Linked DNA regions of Sus scrofa: all the other regions are linked to region 1. Evidence: chromatin contacts called from public Hi-C data. All regions are on one chromosome and are shown on one strand. The core of a region is the stretch at or near the end of the contact, and the rest is flanking DNA. Distances in the headings are between cores, read along the strand shown.

Evidence for each region. A called contact is a pair of places that touch in the nucleus more often than the background predicts.
Region 2: a contact with region 1 is called in a Hi-C map of retroperitoneal adipose tissue, with 2.4 times the contacts expected there. The contact joins the enhancer-like site here to the promoter of FBXO42 in region 1. A contact is called at or near these places in 1 of 5 promoter capture datasets (liver), 7 of 47 Hi-C or Micro-C datasets (embryonic fibroblasts, epiblast stem cells, mesenteric adipose tissue and 4 more) and 1 of 2 datasets of contacts at active chromatin or transcription factors (skeletal muscle).
Region 3: a Hi-C map of embryonic fibroblasts shows a contact between it and region 1, with 9 times the contacts expected there. The contact joins the promoter of FAM131C here to the promoter of FBXO42 in region 1. A contact is called at or near these places in 3 of 5 promoter capture datasets (fetal liver, fetal skeletal muscle and liver), 23 of 47 Hi-C or Micro-C datasets (adipose tissue, alveolar macrophages, brain and 15 more) and 2 of 2 datasets of contacts at active chromatin or transcription factors (alveolar macrophages and skeletal muscle).

What each region holds. Positions count from the first base shown.
Region 1 is chr6:75,444,612-75,448,431 of Sscrofa11.1, forward strand. It overlaps FBXO42 (F-box only protein 42), which reads right to left and starts at 1,510. Exons shown (of 10, transcript XM_003127635.5): 1 at 1,276-1,510.
Region 2 is chr6:75,304,201-75,308,066 of Sscrofa11.1, forward strand. No RefSeq gene overlaps it. Among named protein-coding and RNA genes, the nearest start is that of EPHA2, 27 kb to the left of the region's middle. Within about 2 kb of position 1,376, at least 15 of the 83 cell types and tissues checked have an H3K27ac peak or open chromatin away from gene starts, as enhancers often do. A contact at or near this core is called in omental adipose tissue and retroperitoneal adipose tissue, where this site is marked.
Region 3 is chr6:75,210,894-75,214,660 of Sscrofa11.1, forward strand. It overlaps FAM131C (protein FAM131C), which reads right to left and starts at 2,188. Exons shown (of 7, transcript XM_021095410.1): 1 at 2,041-2,188. The coding sequence starts at 2,086.

The DNA of each region.
Region 1 (3,820 bases), core at 260-2,759:
ATATAAAGGAAACCAATTAGATTATACACATGAATATGCTCAAAATTAGGGATATGACACAGAGCATCACTGGCCCCTGTAAAAGCTACAGGCTTAATCTTAAGTATTCAATTCTAAATGATGCTATTTCCTCTCAAATTTCATCCCTTTAAACCCATGATGTCATCATTCTTAAGCACAAGCAAAACAAATTTAAGTTACAAAAGGTATTTGGTGTGTCCAAGCCAAAGCCTCAACAATTCCACAGCATAACTGCAACTGAAGCCATCATTCCTCAAGCCGGTTAGAAGAGACCACAAGCTTCAAACCAGCTTGCCTAAGTGAGAGAAACAAAATCAAAGTCTCCAAATTAGCATGTGAACAACAACAACAAAAGTTCTCAAAAAGGCTAACAAGTACAATACAAGGTCCCAGCCAGCAAGTGAGAATTGGTGATGTGTCTGAATCTTCACGCTGAGCAATCGGAACCCACCACAGAAAGTCCAAAGACTTTGGCAATTAAAAATTAAGCTTTTATTTTCCTAATAAAATTCGGGAGATAACAGACAAAGCAATTGCGTGTTCCGAATCTTAACAATCCAAAGGTTTGAATCCAAAGGAACGAGGACTTCAATAAGCAACGAAGTTACTTTGCAGAGACCATCAAGATCTTACAATTGTTTTTTCTCCGTTTACAATTGGTTCCCACCCTCCCCGATTCCCTCTACAAACAATTCTCACCAGAAGCCTTCCACACTCACAACGTGGATTGCTGTCTCAATCAAGGAGATCCTCAGTTTCTACTTCGCTAGGGCTACATTCAAAAAACTAAAGGGTAGGAAAGGCTGCTTGTGTTTTATTTTTTAAGCCAATTTCAAAATGTTCCCTTTGCAACTGCAGCTTCAGAGATGCTGGCCCCTCTCCGCAGCCCCAATTTTTTGGAGAACATTGGCTCCTCTCCCAAGGCTTTAAAAAATTTGAGGGTGGGGTGGAAGATAATCCGAGACCCCCTAAGCCATTCTTACTCTGGTCACACACCCTTTGGTGGCCCCGGTGAGAGGACGAGAACCGCCCTGCTAGAGAGAGGCCGGGTTCGCCCTCATCCCAAGGATTGGCTAGAAAGGGGCTCTCCTCCTCCCTGCCTAACCTGAGGAGGCCGAGGATGACCAAAGCAAGGCCCCCAGGCCAGCCGTCACCGACCCCCGTGCCGGGCGCAGGGCCTGCGCCGGACCCAGGGCATAAAGGGCAGAAGGCGCCGGCTCCCTGCCGCGGCCCAGGGAGAGGAAGAAGCCTCACCTGGTCCAGCCCGCGCCACGCTCTCAAATACGCTCTGCTGGCGAAGGCAGTGAGGGAGCCAGGGATGGGACCAGAGCAGAGGCGCTCCGCCCTAGGCCGCGCTTGCAGCACTCGGGGCTCCTCACAGCTGGCGGGACACCGAGTCGCTCGGGGCCGCCATCTTCCTCCACTCAAACGCCGCCGCCGCCGCTGCTGCTCTGGCCCGGAGAAGACAGCACGGAGCGCGCATGCGCCGGGGATAGGCGCGGAGGACGCGCGCGCACTTACGTCAGCTCGGCGGGCCCGCGCGAGGCGACCTGTGGGCGGTGCCTAGTTGGGAAGGTACGTGCCGCACCCGGGACCTCCGCCGAGGTTCTTCGTGGTCGGTGTGTCGCCTGGGGAAACAAAGCCTGGAAGAAATGTCGTGCTTCTACGCCCGCCTCCCTCGGGTCCCTACAAACGGCCTTAGAACTGCACTCACTCTCCTTTGCACAGCCTGGGATAACTAGACAATTTTCCCAACGGCCTGAGAATATGATACGTGGAATTAATTCGTTTGTACCTCCTGAGGGCCCCCATGAACAGAGGGGAGGGCTGTAGCGGATGGAAGTGCTCTTGGATATAAAGTGAGGGAAATCTCTCGTAACTGTGTACCAACACAGTATGACTTGTTACTAGCCCCATTTCTCAGATGAGGAAACTGAGGCACAGGAGGTATCATTTTCCCAGAGCCGCATATCTTGGGGAGTTGGGATGGGGAGGTAGGACTTGAACTCAGAAACTAGTTCCCAGGCTCTTGTACTGAGTAGGTGGATTCCAGGAAAATCCCCCTTCCAAGGGAGCAACCTGGTGTGTAGGAGAGAGCCTTTATGAACTATCTGTACAGCCTAAGGGCTTCACTTGTCACCCTTGCATCTAAAAACTGAAGCAGGAGTTCCCACTGTGGCTCAGCGGGTTAAGAACCTGACATAGGGTCTATGAGGATGAGAGTTCGAGCCCTAGCCTTGCTCAGCATTTTAAGTCGGTGGCTACAGCTTTGATTCAACCACTAGCCTAGAAATTTCCATAGGTCGCAGCTGTGGCAAAAAAGACAAAAAAAAAAGAAAAAAAATTCCTCCAGTAGTGAGCATTTAATTTGTTTCCAGTCTTTTGTGGTTAAAAACAAAGCAGCAATGAAGCAGAAGTTCCCACTGTGGTGCAGTGAGTTAATGATCCAGCTTGTCTTTGAGGCAGTGCTGGTTCAGTCCCTGGCCCAGCGAAGTGGGTTAAGGATCCAGTGTTGTTGCGGTTGTGGCTCTTTCAATCCCTGGCCTGGGAACTTTCATAGGCCTCGAGGGTGGCAGAAAAAGAAAAAAAATTGGTAAGTTGCCATTTATTTCTTAATTGTCTGCATTGCCTCAGCTTGGAAATCAAATGGGAAGTTTTCTCACTGTGGGCTTTGCTCCTGTATTCCTATCACTTATCAGAGTGCTTCATGTGGTGTTATCAAAGGTGCCTGCAGTTCTGAGTGCCGATCGCTAAGCCCCCAACTTGAATGGTACAACAAACATATTTCACAAGGAAGAGAAGCTCATGCTTTAGGGTTTCTACCTGTGCCCATATATGCCACTGCCTCAACTTTTGGGGCATTCTCCCTGGAGGAAAAAACTGCCACTCCCTCAATTTTTAAAATTATTATAATTGTTCTATTTTATTACTAGCTATTGTTACTTCCTCAGTTTTAGTCCTTATTTGGTTCCATCACCTCATTTTACAGATGAGAAAGGAACTTGCCCCAGATCACAGGAGGCCTATATGATTAGGGCTAGCCCCACAATGACACATTTGGTGAAACAAAAGCTATTTCCTTTGCAGCATCTTCAAATGATCTCCAAGATCTCTCTTTCTGGTCTCTTAGAAGATGCAGTTTTAGGAATGCCCAACAAATTCATTTGTTTTTTTTTTTGTTTTTTGGGGTTTTTTTTGGGGGGAGGGGTGGCAGCGCCTGTGGCATGTGGAAGTTCCTGGGCCAAACCTGCCCTGGCAGAGACCCAAGCTGCTGCAGTGACAATACCAGATCCTTAACCCTCCGTGCCACAAAGGAACTCCACCAATTCCTTTAAAGCTCATTGCCGAAAGCAACAAAATTGTAAGAAACTATCTCCCTCTGCTGATTACATGCTGTAACTACAAAGCCTGAAACACCTTCAAGGCTTCGTTTGTGAAAAACTAATCACAACCCCAAGAGTGAGACTCAGGTGATGCTGATCCATCCACTATGCTGCTGCCAAAGCTCAGTGTGGATAATTAAAAGAATGAATTCACAGGAAGATGTATTCAAAGTAAATATAGTTCCAGAGAGTGAACGAGACAAAATCCTTTATCTTTGAAGTTGGTCAAGCTGTGAACAGTGGTATTTTATAATATCTGAGCTGCTAGAGGAATATGTATTAAGTGCCAATAAGAAACCTACCTGTATTGGAGTTCCCGTCGTGGCACAGCGGAAACGAATCCGACTAGGAACCATGAGGTTGGGGGTTTGATCCCTGGCCTCACTCAGTGGGTTAAGGATCTGGCATTGCCATGA
Region 2 (3,866 bases), core at 126-2,625, 140 kb before region 1:
CTGAAACCTCAAGGTCCAGACAGCAGAGTCCATCTTCCCACCCCTCCGGTATGAACTCTCCCCAAGGTCCTGGGGCTATGTTCCCACTTGGTACCCAGAGACTCTGGAGCCAAGCTGCATGGGTTCAAATTTCAACTCACTTACCAGCTGTGTGACTTTGGGTAAGTTGCTTAACTTCTCTGTGCCTCCGTGATCTGGAGGTAATAATACAGCCTGCTTCAGAAAGTTTTTGTGAGACCGAGTGAATTCAGGCAAGTAAAATGCATAGAACAGTGTCGGGATGTCGGGATGTAGTGAGAGCTACCTAGGTGTTGCTAATTATTCAGGCATTAGCTTCCTGATTCATTCATTCACTGGCTCACTTATTCATTCACTGATTCACTCCTTTATTCAATCCACCGCTCACTTCCCACTCCTCCCTCTTCATTTGTTGAGCAATCCCGGTTCCCAGGCCCTCTCCCTCCGCCTTCCCAGCCCCGCTTGCCAGTCCGGGACGGTGCCCACCGTGCTGCTCATGACATAACAATTTCATTCATTCCTCCCAAGCAAACAAGAAGACGCCCTCTGAAGCAGGGGTGACATGCCACGACCAGCACCAGGGCGTGGGCACTAAGCCTCCAGTGTGGGCTACTTGTCCAGAGGCCACCCCCGCCTCCCACCCTGACGCCCCCTACAGGGCAGCCTTGCCCACTCCCCTGTTGGACGGGCTAGGTTCTTCCAAGTCCTGACCTTGCCCTGACGTTGGCCCTTCGCCATGTCCACACCTCAGACTCTGCTAATGCTGGGAGCCCAGAGCCGGCTGAAGTGAGAGCTCGGAAGCTGGACCCCACTGCCTCAGGGGACGATGGAGCTGCGTCCTGAGCATAATGATCCCTTGCTGAATAATGTTAGATGGGCCGGCAGAAGATGCCACAGCTTCCCTCTCCCTCAGGCCCTGGAGAACAGGTCATACTGGGGGACAGCCCGTACGAACCATTTCCTGAACACCTCCGGCATGCCTGGCTCCTTCTGGGCCCCTTCTAACCTTTTCACAGCAGAGCCCACTGGGGCAACGGCTTGCATCTCACCTGTGAGGAAACGGAGGCTCAGAGAGGTAAAGGGACTTGCCCAAGGCTACAGAGCCATCTCCTGACGCCTTCTCCTACCCCAGGGCAGGCGAGACTGGCATCTGGGAAATTGGAGAGAGGCTGGGTTTGGGCATGAGATGCTGTTTGGGCTAGAGGGTGGGGTGGGAGAGAAGGCAGGCCGGGTGCCAGGTAGGAACAATGGTGCGGGGCGGGGACTGGGAGCCTGGCCAGGTCCTGGGCTCCTGGGCAGGCCCTGCTGGGCCCTCCAAGCAGCGTGCTCATCCTGTAAAGCTGCCGGGGTGATACCAGCCTCGATCAGCTGACTCAGCGATTGCATTGGCCTTTTCCTGGAAGACAGCAGATGCGGTCGGGGTGTCCGGGAGGGAGGCACCTCTTTGAGAAAAGGGGGTGGGAGCACCCGGTGTGGCCCTGCAGCTCCTCCCCCAGCCAGACCACAGGCCTTCTCCTCCAGGGCTCTGGCCAGTCTCCTGCTGCCTGCTTGAATCCCCCAGACCAAAAGATCCAGCAGCCAGGAGTTCCCGTCGTGGCGCAGTGGTTAACGAATCCGACTAGGAACCATGAGGTTGCGGGTTCGATCCCTGGCCTTGCTCAGTGGGTTAACGATCCGGCGTTGCCATGAGCTGTGGTGTAGGTTGCAGACGTGGCTCGGATCCCGCGTTGCTGTGGCTCTGGTGTAGGCCGGTGGCTACAGCTCCGATTTGACCCCTAGCCTGGGAACCTCCATATGCCGCGGGAGCGGCCCAAGAAATAGCAACAACAACAACAACAACAACAAAAGACAAAAAGACAAAAAAAAAAAAAAAAAAAAAAGATCCAGCAGCCAGACTGGCTGTGCAGTGACCAGTGCTGCAGCCACCACCTCGGCCAAGCAGTACAGCCTCCCAGGGTATGTCCACGCCTGCCTTCCGCAAAGCCCGATTTTGTCCCGCCCTGATGGGGCCACGTGTAGATGAGACACCATTTGGTGTCACCCTTCCTTGGAGGATATCAGTGCCACTCTGCCAGGGGCCAAGGCTTGAGGGGCATCAAAGCTGTGTTCAAGGCATCCTGTTGGCAGCTGGGCAACAGGACGTCACCTGCAGCAGGAAAGGCAGTGGGGTCAAGAGCACCCCCAGGCCGCAGTCAGGAGGGCAGGGCAGGGGGCCCAGCAAGGCCAGTCACGGGCCCTTGTCAAGCCTGGGAGGGAATAATAGGATCAGGGGCTCAGCTGCTGCAAACAACATCGTTCCCACACCCAAGCACGGTGTGAGCAGAGGGAGGGCAGAGGCTTTGGGAGCGCCCGGCAGAGCGGCTGAAACCTGGCTGGGAAGCAGCGGGAGCCTGTGGGCATCTCAGTCTCATCACTCGCCGCTCTAAGGCTCGGTGGGCTCCTATTCCTACAGTGGCAGGTGGATGATTAACACTCAGCTCTGACGCAGGGTGGTGACAGGGATGCTGGGGGTGTGTGGGGAGGACGGCTGGTTCCTTGTATATAAATACGCCTTGCATGTCCAGTTTCCAGCACCACCTTGACATCACTGAATGCAGAGCTGGGAAGAACTGCTCTTGAGAGCCAGTCGGAGTGAGTGCCAGTCCAGCCCTGGCTCCTGCTCCCCACCCCCCGTCTGCCCACCTTGTTGCCACCAACTGGCAGAACTGCTGTGAGAACCCCGGTGGTGGTGGACAGGCATTAGCTTTGTGAGCTGGGAGGAGGTAGTTATAACTAAGGGCTTCAGGGAGCAGGTCCTGGATCAGGATTCAAAGAGTCTCTGCCTCTTTTTTTTTTTTTTTTTTTTGCTTTTTAGGGCCGAAACTGCAGCATATGGAAGTTGAAAGTTCCCAGGCTTGGGGTCAAATCGAAACTACAACTGCCAGACTACACCACAGTCACAGCAACATAGGATCCAAGCCATGTCTACGACCTACACCACAGCTCATGGCAATATTGGATCCTTAACCCACTGATCGAGGCCAGGGATTGAGCCCTCATCCTCATGGATACTAGTCAGGCTCGTTTCTGCTGAGCCACAACGGGAACTTCTGAGAGTCTGCCTCTTAATTGCTGTGTGACCTCAGGCAAGTCACTTCCCCTCTCTGAGCCTCTGTTTCCTCCTTTGTTTTTTGGGGGGGTGGGGGGAGCTGCATGTGCAATGGCTTAATGTGGGATCTCCGTTTCCAGACCAGGCACTGAACCCAGGCTAAAGCCCTGAAAGTGCCAAATCCTAACTGCTAAACCACCAGGGAACTCTCATCTATTTCAATCCCTTTGGAATATTTGGAAGGTACTTTTGGAACCTGCTCAGAGGCTTGTTACAGGAGGGGTTAAGGAAGAAATCAATGCTGATGAAGTGGCAACAACAGTTAGTACCCGCGGGTGGCGATTTTTATTGTCCCATCTCGCAGCCAAGAACTTAGCATAAAGATTCGGACATCCCAGGGCCAAGCAGTGGCTCTCCAGAGCCACTGGGGACAAGCATCTTTCAGTCTTAGGAATTCTCCTTTCCCCTGGTCTTCAGGGCTGTCTCAGAAGGAAGGGGCTCTGGACACAGCTCAGACACCCCTGCATATATGTATTCAGTAAGCTTTAAGCACCCTCAGTATTCAGCCCATGCTGGGACCCCTGAGTCATTGAGCACTGCCTGCAAGATGCCCACTGTCCAATGGGAGCGTAGAGAAGGTGACTTCCTTTGTGCTGCTGATGCCCTGGATTCCAGGGCCAGGGGGGCAAGAATAGGGTTTCTGACCCAGCCCGGGAGTCAGTGGGGAGCTTCCTAGCGGAGGGCACGGCTACCAACTGCT
Region 3 (3,767 bases), core at 938-3,437, 230 kb before region 1:
GCTTCAGGCTGCAGCGCTGAAGCCAAGGCCTCAGTCACCCCCTCACCGCACCCCAAAAGGCTCACCAGGGTGGGAGAATGGCCCAGCCAACCTCTTCTAAAATGCCACTCAGCAGCCTGTTGGAAAGCTGGTGGTGGGGAGGGTTCCAAAGGCCAAGCTGCCCAACCCCCCCAGCTTTGTGTAGAAGTCCCTGCCACTCCCACCCTCTCCCACTCACTATGGTGCCAGGGCAGCTCACTCCAGCTCCCCAGACACGGCCTTGGGGGGAGCCTCAGGGTTGAGGCACTGGAAGAGAGCAGGAGCTTGCCAGGTCAGAGTGGCTTTTAAAGACAGACAGAAAGGCCCAGGGGTGACTGGGAACATCAGCTGTCTCTGTCCCTTCCTGTCCCCTGACCAAGGATGGGGGTGGGGATGAGGAGTTAGGGATGAAGGTGGGGGAAGGGGAACCTTCCTTATAACCTGTTCATCTCCTTTAACCCCTTGTGGCCAGTGGGGTCTGGGACTCTGAAGTCAGGGGCGTGGGGTAAGGAGCACAGAAGTGGGGGCACTGAGCTACTAAGGTCTATGTCTTGGAGGGCGTGGGAAGGAGGGTCGGCTTGCTCTCCCGCCGTCCCGCAGTCCCTCCAGAGAAGCCAGGAGAAATCAGAAGCCTGCCGTCCCTCCGAGGCACACGGCAGGGGGCGTGTGGCTGCTGGAAAGGTAGCGACCCTGCTTCTGCCACCTGGTGGGGTGTGGTTCCAAGCGGGGCTGCGGTGACCTCCCCACGCTCGCTCTCTCCGCGCTGCTGCCCCCTCCCACGCCCTGACCCCCTCGGGGCACCTTGTCCCCTGGGACTCGGCGGGGGGCGGGGGGGCGGGGTGTGCGGCTGGCCGCGAAGGGCGGGTCGTCCCCCTACCCCCACCCCCACCCAGGTTCTCCCGAGAGGCCGAGGGGTCGTGCCTGCGTCCCCGGCGCGGGGACCCGGGCCCCCGATTCCTGCTTCTCCTCGCCAAGATCTGTGGCCCCCTCACCTCGCGACACGCAGGAGCCCATCACGGGGCCTCGGGGTCGGGCCGCTGAGCCTTGAGTGCGTCCGGCCGCCGGGCGCTCATGTCTGCGCGGGCCCGGGGCTCACGCGCGGCGCTGGCGCAGCGGAAGCGCGGATTCGCAGGGAAGGGCCCGGGGCTCCGCTCCGCTCGGCCGCCGTTCCCGCCGGGTCGTCCCCGCCGCTGCCGCCGCCGCCGCCGTGCCCGGCTCGCCGAGCGCCACCGCCGCCCGCGCCGCGCCCGCCCCTGCCAGCCGCGGGCAGCACGGCGGGCGGGGCGGCCCCGGGGAGCGCTCGCCCGGAGCCCCGAGCGCGGAGCCCGCGAGGCCGCCCCGCCCCCAGCGCCCCGCCCGCAGCGCACCTGTTGCCGCCGCCGCCAGGCTAGGGGCGGGGGCAGCCCCGGGGCAGGGGGCAGGGGAGCTGGAGGGGGACCATAGGCCCTCGGGCCTCCCGAGCCACCTGGTGACAGGGGCTGAAGGTCAGGGAAGAGGGCGGTGGGGGCAGGGAAATTTCAGCATTTGGGCCACGAAGAAGTACACGACATTCAGATGTCTCTTGTGCCCAAGTGGCAGGGGAAGACACAGGCTCACGGAGATCAGATGCCTTGCCTGAGGGCCCTTAGGTGTCAGGGACATCATCGGTGGCGGGGGGGGGAACACTGGCCCAGGCTGGGGATACAGAGGGTGGGGATGAGCGTTCGGATCCCTCCACCGGGTCTCCTGCAAGCGCCGGCAGCGAGGTGAGAAGGCCCTTTGGGCTGAGCCCGTGCAGAATGGCCAAGTCCTTTCTCAGACCCGCAGCTCCCTTCCGATGGGGCCCGCAGTGGCCCCTCTAATCACTCACACTGGCTCTCTCACATCCCTACCCACGAACACAAACACACATGGGTACACCCACACACACACACCCATATTTACACACACTGGCATTTACACACAGCCACACACTCAGACACACCCCCAGCTCCTTAGCAAACCTGCCCATGGCCCACAGATCCTCAGCTTCTCAGCGCTCACTTTTACATCCTGCCGACTCACTCCATCCGTACACGTTCTTGGGCATCGGTTAGAGCAGGTGTCCTTGTGCCCCTTTTCCAAGTGAGGAAGCCAGGTTCACTGGTTCTCTTTAAAAACTTGGGGATGGACCAGCGGGGTTTGAAGGATGAATGAGGTTTGAGACAAGGGGGTGGGGTGGAGCTGGAGGCCTCTAGCCGGGCTGGATCTGGGCCCGGTGGGACTGCCAAGGGGTGGGGGTGGGGAGCAGTGGCGTGGATGCTGACGTTATCTCCTTGCCCAGGCCCGGTGCCCTCTCTGGAGTAAAAGCCTGGTGGAGAATGACCCTGGCCATGGGGGTCGGGGAACTATTGTGAATATGGGCTCACCTCACACAAGCTGTGTGACCTTGGGCAAGATGCTTCCCTTCCCCGAGCCTCAAGGTTTTTTGCTGCCAACTGGGTAAAAATATTTTTTGTTTTTTTTTTGGTCTTTTCATCACCCCTCAGGATATGCGATCAGATCTGAACCACAGTTGCAAGGCTGGATCCTTAACCCACTGCGCGGGGCCGGGTTTTGAACCTGTGTCCCAGTGCTCCAGAGATGCTGCCAATCCCATTGTGCCACAAGGAGAACTCCATGGGGGTAAAATCTTGCCTCATGGGAGTGAGATAATGTGTGCAATGGGCGTTCCCATCGTGGCACAGTGGAAACAAATCTGACTAGGAACCATGAGGATGCAGGATGAATCCCTGGCTTCGCTCAGTGGGTCAGGGATCCAGCATTGCCGTGAGCTGTGGTGTAGGTCACAGATGTGGCTCGGATCCTGAGTTGCTGTGGCCGTGGTGTAGGCCGGCAGCTGTAGTTCGGATTCAAACTACTATGCCACAGGTGCAGCCCTAAAAAGCCAAAAAAAAAAAAAAAAAAAAAAAAGACTGACACTGATACAGGGCTAAAAATAAATAATGTAATGGTGAACACAGATATAATGCATTATTACCTCACCAGTATCCCTACTCCCCCCCAGAAGCCTGAGCCTTCATTCAGTGGATGTGTACAAAGCACCTACTATGTGCCAGTGTGAACAAGACAGATGTGCCAGTCTAGAGTCCAGTGCTATACCCAGTCATGGATGCTCAGAGCCCTGCATGCTCTGCCCCCATCTGACCAGCCTCCCCTGCCACCCGCCCCGCCGGTCTGGCCTTGGGGAGGACAGCTCTGAGGGGATGGATGCCTTGGGCAGTGCCAGCTGTGTGGCTGCCTTGCATGGAGATGGAAAAGCCGGCCTGCCTGCCGCTGGGCCCTGGGCCCCATCCTGTGTGGCCCAGGGTAGGGGAGGCAGAGGTGTCCTTTCTCTTCTTCCTGTCATGGGGTGACTGGAGCTGGCTTGGAGGGAGGGCTCTGACTCACCATGACGCAGGACGCTTGGTCACAGCTGCGGAGGCTCCCAGCTGGCAGCCTGGCAGCTATGGGGGCAGAGGGGGGAGACAGGGAGGAGGACCCCAGCACGGAGTATGGGACAGTTTTGGAGGGGAGAGGATGTGCCTCCCTCAGCCTGAGACAGAGACAGGTTGAGTGGTCCCACCCAGGGTACCTTGCTTACCAACCCAGGCAGAGGCAGGGGGGGTGGGTGGCGCTCTGGCTCTCCCAGCCTCTAGCATTCGTGCTGGTCAGTTCCACATTGACTCAAATCCTCTCATTGCACAGATGAATGCTCAGAGATAGGCAGGGGCTTGCCCAAGGTCACACAG